Linked DNA regions of Mus musculus: region 2 is linked to region 1. Evidence: chromatin contacts called from public promoter capture Hi-C data. All regions are on one chromosome and are shown on one strand. The core of a region is the stretch at or near the end of the contact, and the rest is flanking DNA. Distances in the headings are between cores, read along the strand shown. Region 1 holds the start of Angptl1 (angiopoietin-like 1). Region 2 holds the start of Rasal2 (RAS protein activator like 2).

The links. Promoter capture Hi-C pulls out the DNA fragments that hold promoters and counts their contacts.
Region 2: a promoter capture Hi-C map of liver shows a contact between it and region 1, with 2.6 times the contacts expected there. The contact joins the promoter of Rasal2 here to the promoter of Angptl1 in region 1. A contact is called at or near these places in 1 of 39 promoter capture datasets (liver) and 1 of 115 datasets of contacts at active chromatin or transcription factors (bone marrow-derived macrophages).

What each region holds. Positions count from the first base shown.
Region 1 is chr1:156,836,247-156,842,323 of GRCm38.p6, forward strand. It overlaps Angptl1 (angiopoietin-like 1), which reads left to right and starts at 2,777. Exons shown (of 5, transcript NM_028333.2): 1 at 2,777-2,991. All of the region lies in intron 8 of Ralgps2 (Ral GEF with PH domain and SH3 binding motif 2), which reads right to left.
Region 2 is chr1:157,409,205-157,415,107 of GRCm38.p6, forward strand. It overlaps Rasal2 (RAS protein activator like 2), which reads right to left and starts at 3,391. Exons shown (of 18, transcript NM_177644.5): 1 at 2,533-3,391. The coding sequence starts at 2,734. It overlaps 2810025M15Rik (RIKEN cDNA 2810025M15 gene), which reads left to right and starts at 3,148. Exons shown (of 3, transcript NR_027984.1): 1 at 3,148-3,921; 2 at 4,540-4,591.

The DNA.
Region 1 (6,077 bases), core at 1,527-4,026:
ACAGTGTTGAACTACAATATAATCAAGATGTATTCTGAGGTGTATTTACCATTAAATGCAGATGTCTTAAAATTAGCAAAACAAAGTACCTACATCAAGGTACTAAAAACTCTTTTTAGCCAAGGTCACAATTCTGGACCTCCTCATTATAACACTTTATCAGCTGGTCTTCACCACTACCTAGTCACTCGGCTGACAGTGACGGAGCCTCCGCATGCTAGGCAAGCAGGACAGGCAAGCAGGACGGCTGAGCTACGTCTCCTCCCTCCCTCTTTGCTCCACTGTTCCTCCTTTCCACTTTCCTAGCTTCTCGTCCTTGGGGGCTCCTTTCACTGTTCTCCATGGCTGCCATTACACCTCACTCTACAGCGCACTCTCTGTAGTTCCTTAGTTCTGCTTTTCAGGATTTTCCACAGAACTCATCTCCATGTTTAATTTTCCATGAAACAAGCCAAATCAAGTGTTATGTGGTCCTAAAATCTGTCACTCCAATTTTTGAAAAATGATGGTTAGTAACAGAAATTGTTCAAGTAAGAAAGCTAAATAACTCTCAAACTTAAAGCTCAGAGGAACCATCTCCCATCTCCCAATCCGACTAGTAGTAGTGAATGAAAACACCACTCAGTAACTGTGGGACACAAACCAGAGCTTAGAAGCTACTATCTTATCTGTCCCCGTGAAAATCTGAAAAGGGTCCAGGAAAACTCCAATCACTTGCTTTCCCTAAAAAAAAAAAAAAAAAACAGAACCCAGAATAGATGGCAACAAACAGTACAGCCTCATAGACCCTCATGGCTGTTGACATAGTAACCACCAATAACCATCAGCATTTTCCTGTTAAGATTCTAGTTGGCTTATTTATTATTTAAAGTTTACAGCCCCTTATATATTTAAATATGACAGAGGCGTTCTAAGAAATACTTCTACAAAAGTGGTAACAACCTCGTCCAGTAAGTAAAGGATACAGGTCCTACAAGACAACTGGAAGGAGTTAAGGCAGTGAGGGGGGTGAAAGCACACAGCGTGTGTAGCATGAGAAGCCCCAAGGCCTCATTCAGCAACTAGGATGCCAAGAAAGCGATGCTTTTGAGTGAGAGTTAAAAACTCAGGTTCTACTTATCATTGAGCATTAAGCCAAGCTATTGAAGATGTTGAAATTCGGGTTTCCTTAGCTATTGAATTACTAAATATTTGTTTCATGAAAAAAATAGTTATTCAAGACTTACTCTTTTGCTCTTTTGGAACCTATTTTTATAGTAGAAAAGGCTGGGCCAGAGGACATGATGATTCATCTTCAGTTCACAGTCAATGGGGAGTCAACGATCCTTTGGGTTTTCTTTTTTTCTTTTAATTCAGGGTTGTGTTTGTTTTTAAATGATACCAATCAACTAACAACAACAACAACAACAACCACCACCTTATTTTGACAATTGACACTGAATTGACTAGTTTTAACTCATCTTGACACAAGCTAGAGGAGGAAGCCTCAACTGAAAATGCCTCCATGAGATCCAGCTGAGGGCAAGCCTGGAGGAAATTTTCTTAGTGATTGATGTGAAAGGGCCCAGTCACCCCTGAGCTGGTGGTCCTATGGCTGGGTGCTATAAAGCAGGCTGAGCAAGCCAGTAAGTAGCACTCCTCCATGGCCTCTGCCTTAGCTCCTGCCTCCAGGTTCCTCCCCTGTTTGAGTTCCTATCCTGACTTCCTTTGGTGATGAACAGTGATGTAGAAGTGTAAGCCAAATCAACCTTTTCCTAAGTTGTCTTTGGTCATGGTGTTTCTTCACAGCAACAGCAACCCTAGCTAGGACAGGAGGCATAATTTTATAGGCAAGTATATTACCTATCACAGAACTTAAGATCAGAAAAAGCATCAATTATGTATTACAGAATTTAAGATTTTTCTTTCACCAGATTTACCAGTTTCCCTTGTTTTAGGTGACTACATATAAAAACAAGGGGTGTGTGTGTGTGTGTGAGTCAGGTTCTCACTAGCCCTGGCTGGTCTGCAGTGTGTGCATGTGTGTGCGTGTGTGTGTGTTTCTTCAGTCAGATTCTCACTTATTAGCCCTGGCTGGCCTGGAGCTCACTGTGTATTCCAGGCTGGCCTCAAGTTCATAGGGATTCAACTGCCTTCCGAGTGCTGAGATTAAAGGTCAAGCTAATAAAAGCAATTTTCTCTTAAACATTACACAATTACTTACAATTTTAAGCGTCCCGGAGGCTGTCAGAATAGCACTGTTAGGTGGCTGCTTCTGGGGAAAGTCTAGCTCCTTACAGCCTGCAGCTACTTCTAAAGTGGATTTCTTTTCTTTTCTTTTCTTTTCTTTTCTTTTCTTTTCTTTTCTTTTCTTTTCTTCCTTTCTCTCTCTCTCTCTCTCTCTCTCTCTCTCTCTTCCAACTCAAAAGCTCTGTGGCAGGCAGACTAAAATGTTTATTTTATAATTGCCTGCTGAACTATGATAGCCTGTTTCCAGATGGTGCCCTTCCTTCAACCTGCACACAATCTCTCCTTGTTAGAGCTATTCAGCCTCCTGCTGATCCAGCTCCCCCAGCCCCACCTCGGCAGCGAGAGGAAATCCTAAGGAGGAGGTTCCTACCCCCTCTCCTGGCTCCAGCTCTTTTCTAATGACGTAATATGTGGGCTGAACTTGAGTCTACTGAGAACGAGAGGGAATCACTCTTCGGACTGTGTGGACAGTCTGTCAGCTGCGGCTGGTTTCTGCACATTTCCATGCAGCAGACAGCACAGGCACAGAACCTTCTCTGCTGCATTAGAGAAGTCCACAGATAGCCCCAAGTTACATAGGTGGCCCAGCAAACTCAGTCCATTAGTGCTGTGAAAAGAAGTTCCTTACTCCTTGGATTCACCGGTCAGAGCAAAAAACGCAGTTACCTCTGAAGTAAAGCCGAACAAACTTCTACACTGATCTCAGAGAGCAAGGGCAAGGACGCACGTTCACGGACTCGCTTTTTTCAACAGACAACAAAGGTATTTTAATATTTCTCTTAGATTTATTCAAAATTCTATGTCAAATGCATCATTGTCCTTTGTACTAGAAAGTAAGAGATTTCTCAGGGAACTTTAGAAGATGCTGCCAATTTGTATCTGAAGGTTTTGTTTTGCATCTTTCTGTAAAAATAGTCATGAAGTGCTTCATATGTGACTACAGATTGAGACATACATGCTGGGTTCTAAACACAAATGCTCTAGTGACATTACAAAATTTTACAAGTAACTCAGTAAATGCCTAAGGCTTACACAGCGAAGGATGTAGGATAAAGGAAACAACTGTGAGCGCGGTGAGTTTCTCTTCTGAACACTGGTGTGTGTGTAAAGACGTGCACCAACTACTGCGATTTTCAAAGTATGGCTACAAAACAAAGCTAAGAGCTGGTCAGCTGAATGCTTGCAACAGAATCTCAGTTACAACTGAACAAAACTCTTCTGAGTCTTTGTTAATCTATGTTATTTCTTGTTATGATTAATCATTTTAAACAATTTCCTACAACAGAAATTTCATTTCAGCAACAGATTAAAGCTGGAAATTCCTTGGAAAAGTAATATTGATACAAACAATAATTAAAACCTCCTTCAAGGTCAGGATTGAGACCTGTCAGGGTCACCAGGATTAAGCATATGAACTCAGAAAATGTCAGTACTGAAGAAAAACTGGCAAGGCCAAAAGCCTGTTTTAAAAAAATAAAAATAAAATAACCTTCCTAACTGTCCCTAAGAGGCAGGAGCATGCCCTCAACATTCTATTGGGGGGCTTGGTTAGTCATGAGAATTATGAAATTGCTACTCACCAACAGCAAGCTTTAACACCAAAGACAGCAAGCGGTTATGGTGGGAGGATTCCCTGACTTTTAATCTTTAGTGGTAGGAATTTTCAACAAACAAATAATAGTAATGTTCAGATTTTGTTTTTTCAACTTTGCTTAAACATTAAAACTCTCAACTCTGAGCTCTGTTAAATACGTATTTTACAGGAGAGTCTGTAAAATCTCGAAATCATACTCCATCTGAAACACCATCATCTCCGTGGCTCCTGCCACGATGAAAGCAAGTCTCACTCACCTATGCAGGCATTTCACAGAGCGAATGCACGTGTGTGTCTGTGTGCGTGCGAACGAATCACAAATGATCACGTCTGTCTATTTTGGGGACATTTCCAGGGCTATTCTTAGGAAGGTCTTCCACCTGGCCAGTCAGTGCTCCTCAGCTAACTTCAATGCCTTTGGCTTCTCTCAGTGCAGGGTACAGCCAAAGGGAAGGGAAGGGAAGGGAAGGCAGCTTTTATCCTCCTTATAGCTGGCAATACAGTACAGAGAAATACTACTAAGAATATGAATATAAGTGCACAAGCTTTTTTACCCCTTTTCTAAAACCCACCAGGCAAAGGCGCAGTTCAAACTTGAGTGACTGTAACTAATTTTCCACATTCCCCTGAGACCTAGGAGAAACCCAACATAAATAGGAAGGGTTACGAGGTGACATATCTATGGCGCTTTCACTGAACATACGTGGGAAACATTAAATAAGAAAGTATTTTTAGACAATGTGAGAGTGAACAAATTTTAAAAATCAATTCTTCGCTTATATCTAGTCTACTACTTAAAGATGTCTCTTAACTCCAATTAAAGAGACAATGCGCTCATCACTGATGGAACAAGGAAGCAAAGAACAAACAGCGACCGGAAGGAGCTTTGAACACCATCTTAAATCTTATGATTGATTTTACGAACCATAGTGACTCAAGGCAGAGTAGACCAACACCCCAAATATTCCTCAAGCTTTTAATTTAAAAGTTCCCTTGTTTTGGTAGCTTATTTCATTCTAGAAAGTATTTAAATAATTTTATGAGTCAAGTCTTCAGTACTGACATTTCCTGAGTTCATACTATTAATCCTGGTGACCCTGATACTTCCTTTCTGTCCTATTATTAAAATAAGACAAGGAGAGTTAGGAGAAATGATATATATTTGCCCAGAGGCTAATGGCTTTTTACCTTATTTTACTGTTCTGTTTCTTTGTTTTGATAAAACTACAGTTAAATTCCAAGAATTTCCTGTAAATATAACTCCAAATATACCATCAGTTTTAGTACAGGTAACTCTTGGAGAGTAAGAGATGCTCTGTGAGAAACAGTGATTCCTCAGGTTTGTATTTCCTGGTGTCAGAAGGCACAACACAGAACAGGAGCCAACTTTCTCACTTGTGTGCCTTTGCCATCAGCCAGCCACAGAAAGCTCCGAGTAAATGGTATCATTTCACTGAGCAACTCCCCAGCTCTTCCCAGTCTTTGCTGTGTTTATTATTTCTCTTCTGGAAACAGCATCTGAGGACCTTGCTTTCCAGTGAGGTGGCGGCCATCTATCTGCACAGCCGCCGAAAGCCCACATTTCACTAAGAAAAGTGTGTTTGTGCGTGCATGTACGTATGGGGTTGCAAGTCAGATTACATAAGCAGCAACTGATGGAGCACACATGGGCAGAGAGGAACGACAGCAACATGGGGTGTAGACCAGGCCAGACTGCAGACAACGGCATGCACATGCTTTTGCACAACACACGAACAGGCCAGAGAAAGCTGCAGGCAGCACATGCCAAGATGCCTTCTGTTACTACAGACACTGTAAAACACAGGTCCCAGGTCTAGTATCTGAATCCCATATGAGTGGTTTTGGTCCTCGGGGACTTCTCTTTTGAAAGTGATACCATTTCTTTTCTTCATTCTGCTACAGAGAGTGCAACTCTGACAGAATGTAGTTTAGAAAGAGGAGCCATATGATGAAACGGTTAACTTAAAAACATATACCCAGATAGAAGACAACCTGGGTTCAAATTCTGGCTCTATCTTTTAACAGCTGTGTGGCTACTGATATGCCTTTAGGGCACCACTTCCTGTACAAATGAGTATCAGAATCATCTGCCTCACCAGGCTGTGATGTTCATATATAAGGAACTGAAGACAGCCATGCCTCCTGAGAGCACTCACTAGGTATTCAGTAGTGTTAGTGCTGTGCTGTCTGGACTACACATAAACAACCGGGGTCGACCTCTTAGATCAAGAAA
Region 2 (5,903 bases), core at 2,141-4,640, 570 kb after region 1:
CATGGTTGCCCATGCCTTTAATCCAGGCATTTCAGGAGGTAGAGGCAAGTAGTTCTCAATGAGTTTGAGACCAGCCTGGACTATATGGCAAATTTCAGGCCAGCCAGGGCTACGCAGTGAGACCCTGCTTAAATAAATTTTAAAAATTGATTTTCCACATTATTCTAACCTCAAAGAATCATACAATAAACAATTTTTTGTTTGTTTTTTGTTTTTTGTTTTGTCAAGACAGGGTTTCTCTGCATAGTCCTAGCTGTCCTGGAACTCACTCTGTAGACCAGGCTGGCCTTGAACTCAGAAATTCACCTACCTCTGCCTCCCAAGTGCTGGGATTAAAGGCATGCGCCACCACGCCTGGCTCAATAAACAATTTTAAAACTATCTAAAACAAGCAAGACCCCCTTAGTTTTGGTTTGTATGGACAACAAAGCAGTCTCCAGGGAAAAATCCTTAAAAGAAAAGCAGCAGCATTAAACAGCAAGTAAAACTGAGTTTTAATTAACTGACAAAAATCAAACATTAAAAAAAAAAAGATGATGCAGTGGAAATTCTACCACTAAACATAGAAATACTTCCTCTGAATAACTTCTTGTGCATGAATTTATGTGCATGTAAGCCAACTACTTCAGATTCCACATTGTATGCAGAAACCTGGAGCCAGGGAGATAAAAATGACTCAGACAAAATTAAATGACAACGAAGCTGTGGCAAAACCAAAAAGAAAACTATCTGGTTCTTGGCCCTAGTTGTGTGCTACTAATTTCTAGGTTTCTTCAAACATATTTAGACGTGTGTGCATATGACAAGTCCAGTTCTAGAACAGACTACCAAAACATTAGTAAAAATTTACATGGGTTACATGTGAAGGATATGTACAATAATAAGGTCTAGAATATCCAGCTCTGAACACTTGTCAGCCAATTATCATATATACTAACATGGTCCTCTCTCTAACATTGTATAAAAACAGTAAGAGAAAGTGTATACAGACAGAAGATAAAATGTAACCACAATGTATTCCAATTTATAGTCATTTTTAGACTCTCATCAACTTTTGTTATAAGTGATCAGCTAACCTGAACTAGCAGACAGGTGGACTACCAGGCAGCAAAGCTTTTAATCCAACCTGCTGAGAATGAATTGAGTAACTCTGCGTCAGTTCCCACCTCTTTGCTTTAATTCCCCCATTTAGCAAAAAGGAAGAGAAAAAAGAAAGAAAGAAAAAAAAACATTTAGAAACACCAGCAAAATTCTAAGTAGTATATACATAAATTTCTAAGAACTAGCTATAAGGAGAGTTGCTTTTTTTATATAACTAAAAAGACCCTACAGATTATTTAATCCACTCATTTTGTAGATAAGGAATTTGAGGCAAAAAGATGGCCTTATCTGCCCTAAATTGTTTAATAATTTTTAGTGACAGAACTGAGGCAAGAATTCAAATGTCTGGGATCTTTCCTGAAGTCAACTGAACTGTCCAAAAGACAACTTATAAACCATGAAAAGATGGTCTTGAATTATAAAGCACAGAACCTATTTGGAAGTATGAAAGCCAAGCCATAAATACAATATGCTGATCACTAACAGCATATTAGACAAACAAAACTGCAGGACAGCATCTCAACACTGTGTGATTCCAGATACTTCAAATTGGTCATCTTATATTCAACCACATTACTATGTCTTTTATGGTCATGTGTAGCAGAAACATTCTGCTAGCTTGATATTTTGGAAAGCCACAGCTAACCCATGCATACAGCATGTTTAACGTTGCCACAGCCTTTCCTGAATAGAAAATCATCATTCAGGTTTAATTTAAAAGATGGTTACTCGGAATGCAGAAAGGGAAAGTTTCTTTAGTGTGTTCATCACTTTAAACCTGCTGAGTGACAACCGGGTAGCTTAACCACGAAAACCAGAAACAGCAGTGCAATCTGAAACAACCTACACACTCAGGACAAGCAGAGAGTACGGTTCAAGGAAAAGCTGTCGGTAAATCTACTGCTACCAAACACTTGAACTGGGGCTGGTGCAAGGGCTACGGCTAGGGCTGGGTGTCTCTCCCATCTCTGCCCCCCACCCACAACCCCTCGATTTTGTTTTGTTTTGTTTTTCATTCATTAGCTCATCTTCTACTAAGCTTTTTCATATCTTTCTCTCAACACTTGCTTCACACAACAGGAAGGAAATGAAATCCCATTCACTTGGTTTTGTGCCTTGTTCCATTCTACCTTCCTGAGGACTCAGCAGCAAGTGCCTTTAATTAATCACCTAAGAATTACGTCCAGATAGCTCAACTCTATAAACTTACTGTGGATATCTAAAGAGGTCCAAAGGAGCCTACTGAGTCACATAACCAGGCGCTATATATTGGATAAACTTGTCAAAAAGCATTTTCTGCAACAACAACAACAACAACCAAAAAAAGATGTGGACAGCTGACCTAGGATAGATGGGGGACTAAGAATGCATCGGAGCCCAAGGAAAGATGAGAAACGCCAGCCTCTGAGGCAGACGACTTGTGATCCTTACCGAACACCCGGACCCAGCTCTGCTGCTGGCACACTGACTCCAGAAGGATCCGATCCAGCATGCCACCGGCCACTGCTCCGCTGACTGGGACGACCGCGTCCAGATCCTCCGGGGGCAGCGGCGAGTCGGACTCCAGCCCCGTGAACATCTCCGGCCACGACAGCGCCTCCGCGGCTCCTCCGGACGACGGAGACAGCTCCATGGTGTCCCAGAGGGAGCAGGCGGCGGCGGCGGGGCGGGCTTCCCGGCTGCGGGAAAGGGACGACGGCGCGGCCACCAGCACCCGAACGGCTGCGGGCGCGGACACCGCTCACCTCCTTCCCCGCCGCCCACCGCCCGAAGGCCGGGCGCCGCAGCCCACCTGCAAGCGGAGGGTGGGACCCGGGCCGGGAGGCGGGTCCAGCGTGGTCCGGAGCGGAGGCGGGTCCCGGCTCAGGTGCGGGTCCGGAGCGGACGCGGAGCACCCGGGAGCGCGGGCTCACCTCCCGCCCCCACGCAGCCCTGCTCAACCCCCGCGGGCGCGTTCGCGGGCCGCCCGGGCTTGGGCTGAGGATGGAGCTCGGCCAGGCAGGGCTGGGCTCGGGGGCGTCGCCGCCAGGGGCCGCCCCCTCTGACCGGCTCCCGCCGCCGTCGCCTCGGGGGCTCAAAGCGCCGGCTCCCTCAGCCTGAGGGGCGCGCCCCGGCCCAGCTTCTGTCCGCCTGGCGTCGGCTTGCTCCCGCGGAACGCGCAGGCCGGCCCGCTAACTCTCAGGCCGCCGCTCCGGCCGCTGCTTGGGCTCCTCCGGCTCGCGCTCCTCTGAGAAACCCACAAGCCCGGCAGCCGCGGCGCTGGCGGCGGCGGCAGGCGGCATCCCAGGGTGATAGGCCGAAGCAATCGAGTGCCGAGCTCACGGCCGCGTGTGCAATCCAGTAACCGAGCGGAGGAGGAACTGCCGCCGAAGACAGCAAAAATCGGGCACCGAAATACTCAGCGGGCCAGGCCCGCCTACTTTCCTAAGACTATCCTGCTCCGACCGCCTCTCGGTGCGGGGATCCTCGAGCTGCTGGTGGAAGCAGAGACGGTGTTGGGGAGGCGGAGAGAAAACGGGGTGCGGGAAATTTAAAAAGATGGGAAAGGCGCTTCCCTTTTATCTTAGCCCCTATCCTGTTGATTTCTGGACCAATGCTTCTTTCTCGGACGAAGAACATGAAGACGCTGCTTTATCTAACAGTCACCTCGGAAGAAACGCCATGGTTCCTCCACAAGGGAGATCTGGCCCCGCGTCTTGGATCCTGAGATCTGTGCGAGATCCCGGCTTTGCGCCCTGTCCGCCCTGGAGCTGGATTTATCATCAGTTTAGAATAGCATGGCTACGATGTGTGGTGCGGATGGATGGACGAGCCCCGCAAGTACATGAAATGCCCCAAAGCCCCAGCATTAACCAAACAAGCTTCTCTTTTTTGCCTTTGATCTTTGCAATCTGTTGGCTTCTCTTCTAACAGTGTCACTTGGGTTTTATTTTTGGTCTATGTGTAAACTGTCTTCCTCCTTAACATTGGCTTCGTTTTGTGCCCACCCAAAGCGGGATTCACCAATCCAGATTTCAGAGATTTTAGGCATAAGTAAATAAATAAATAAATAAATAAATAAATAATAGTAATAATAATAATTTCGGGTAGAAATTTACCAATTTAAATTATGTTGACAAATCAGGTTTTTCAACAATTTATGAACATGGCTACTTCAAACCAATCAGGAATTTTTCATAATTAGATGATGCTAAAAAATATTTGGGGGAGGGTTTTTGTTGTGTCCCAGCCCACCCCAGCCCTCATTTCTCTCTACTTTGACCTTCTATAAGAGGTCAATCTAATTTTCTAGGTTTTAGGAATTCTCATGTGTTTTTGTGTTTTATGGGAGTTATAGCATGCATTTTATAATTTTCTCCCAAATTTTACATAGAGTAATAGCATGTTAAAACAAGAAGTGACTTTAAAGATCCTCTCACCCTTCCTCTTGTTTAACAGGTGCAGACAGGACAGTCCACATCACCTGCCAAAGCAGCCAGCAATGCAACAGGTACGTCTTACAAGCTCTCAGTGATACTGATTTCTTCAACTCTGATCCTTCAAGAACTCTGTGATTAGATTTGTTAATCTGGTGCTTAGCAATGAAGTAGAGTAATCCCTCCCGGTATATAGAAGCCCACTTGCTTGCTATCTGACTACAGTCAGCTCTCCAATTTTAATAAATGAGAGATAAGGAAGCTAGAAGTTACAGGACCCAGCCCTAAACAAATCTAGTGTTTTCTTTCTCCCTTCTTTCCTTCCTTCCTTCCTTCCTTCCTTCCTTCCTTCCTTCCTTCCTTCCTTCCTTCCTTCCGTTTAGTTTCAAGACAGGGTTCCTCTGTGTACCAGCCCTGGCTGCCCTGGAACATGCTTTGTAGGCCAGGCTGGCTCTGAACTCAAAGAAATAGGCCTGCCTCTGCCTCCCGAGTGCTGGGATTAAAGGTGTTGGCCACCATACCCAACTCAACTCCAATTTGTAAAGATCTCTGAAGGGACATTGTCCTTTTGCAGTAGAGGGAGGGAAGGAGAGAGAGAGAAAACCCTTGGCATAGGATTTCCATTTGTATTGAATTATTGTTGATGTCTCAAAGAGTAAGTGAATATGGACACCAGCCGTACAAATCAAAGTATCTACTCATATGTATGGATGTATTTACCCAAGCTGTTATCCCCAAAGCAGCATTAGGAGTGGTATATAAAATGAAGGGAAAAAGGTTTTCCAAAAATTGATCTAAGTGCCATCATGTCTCTTAAGGGAAAGGCTCTGTCAAACTCCCTCTTATCCTGCTTCCTTAGTAACCTCTGTTTCCATCCAGACCACTAAAACTAGTCACTACTTCACTTTGGCATCCTGAGCTCGTACTAGTTGCACACCATCATCCAGTCACCCAAGTAACATACATCTGGAATGCATCTAATGTCTCTAGGTCTAAAGGAAAATACTTTCACGACATGGAGGGTAAATAATTCTGTAATAGAAACAGAATTTTAAAAACAGTCTTTTAGCCAATGGAAAAATAATGAAGCACAGAGTACTAATAAATCATCTTTCTGAAGATAACTGAATTAAAACTCTAGCCTTCTGCAGGAAAGGATGGCACTGCCTATAATCCCTCCTGGGAGGTAGAAGCAGGAGTATCAGGAGTCCAGGTCACTCTTGGGTACATAGAGATTTGGAGACCAGCCTGGCTACTTGAGTCTCTGAATAAAAACAAACAAGAAACCATTAGTAGCCTAATTTGAGGGGAGGGAGCAAGATAGGGTTTCTCTGTATAGTTTTGGCTGTCTTGGAACTCACTCCATAGACCATTCTGGCTTTTGGC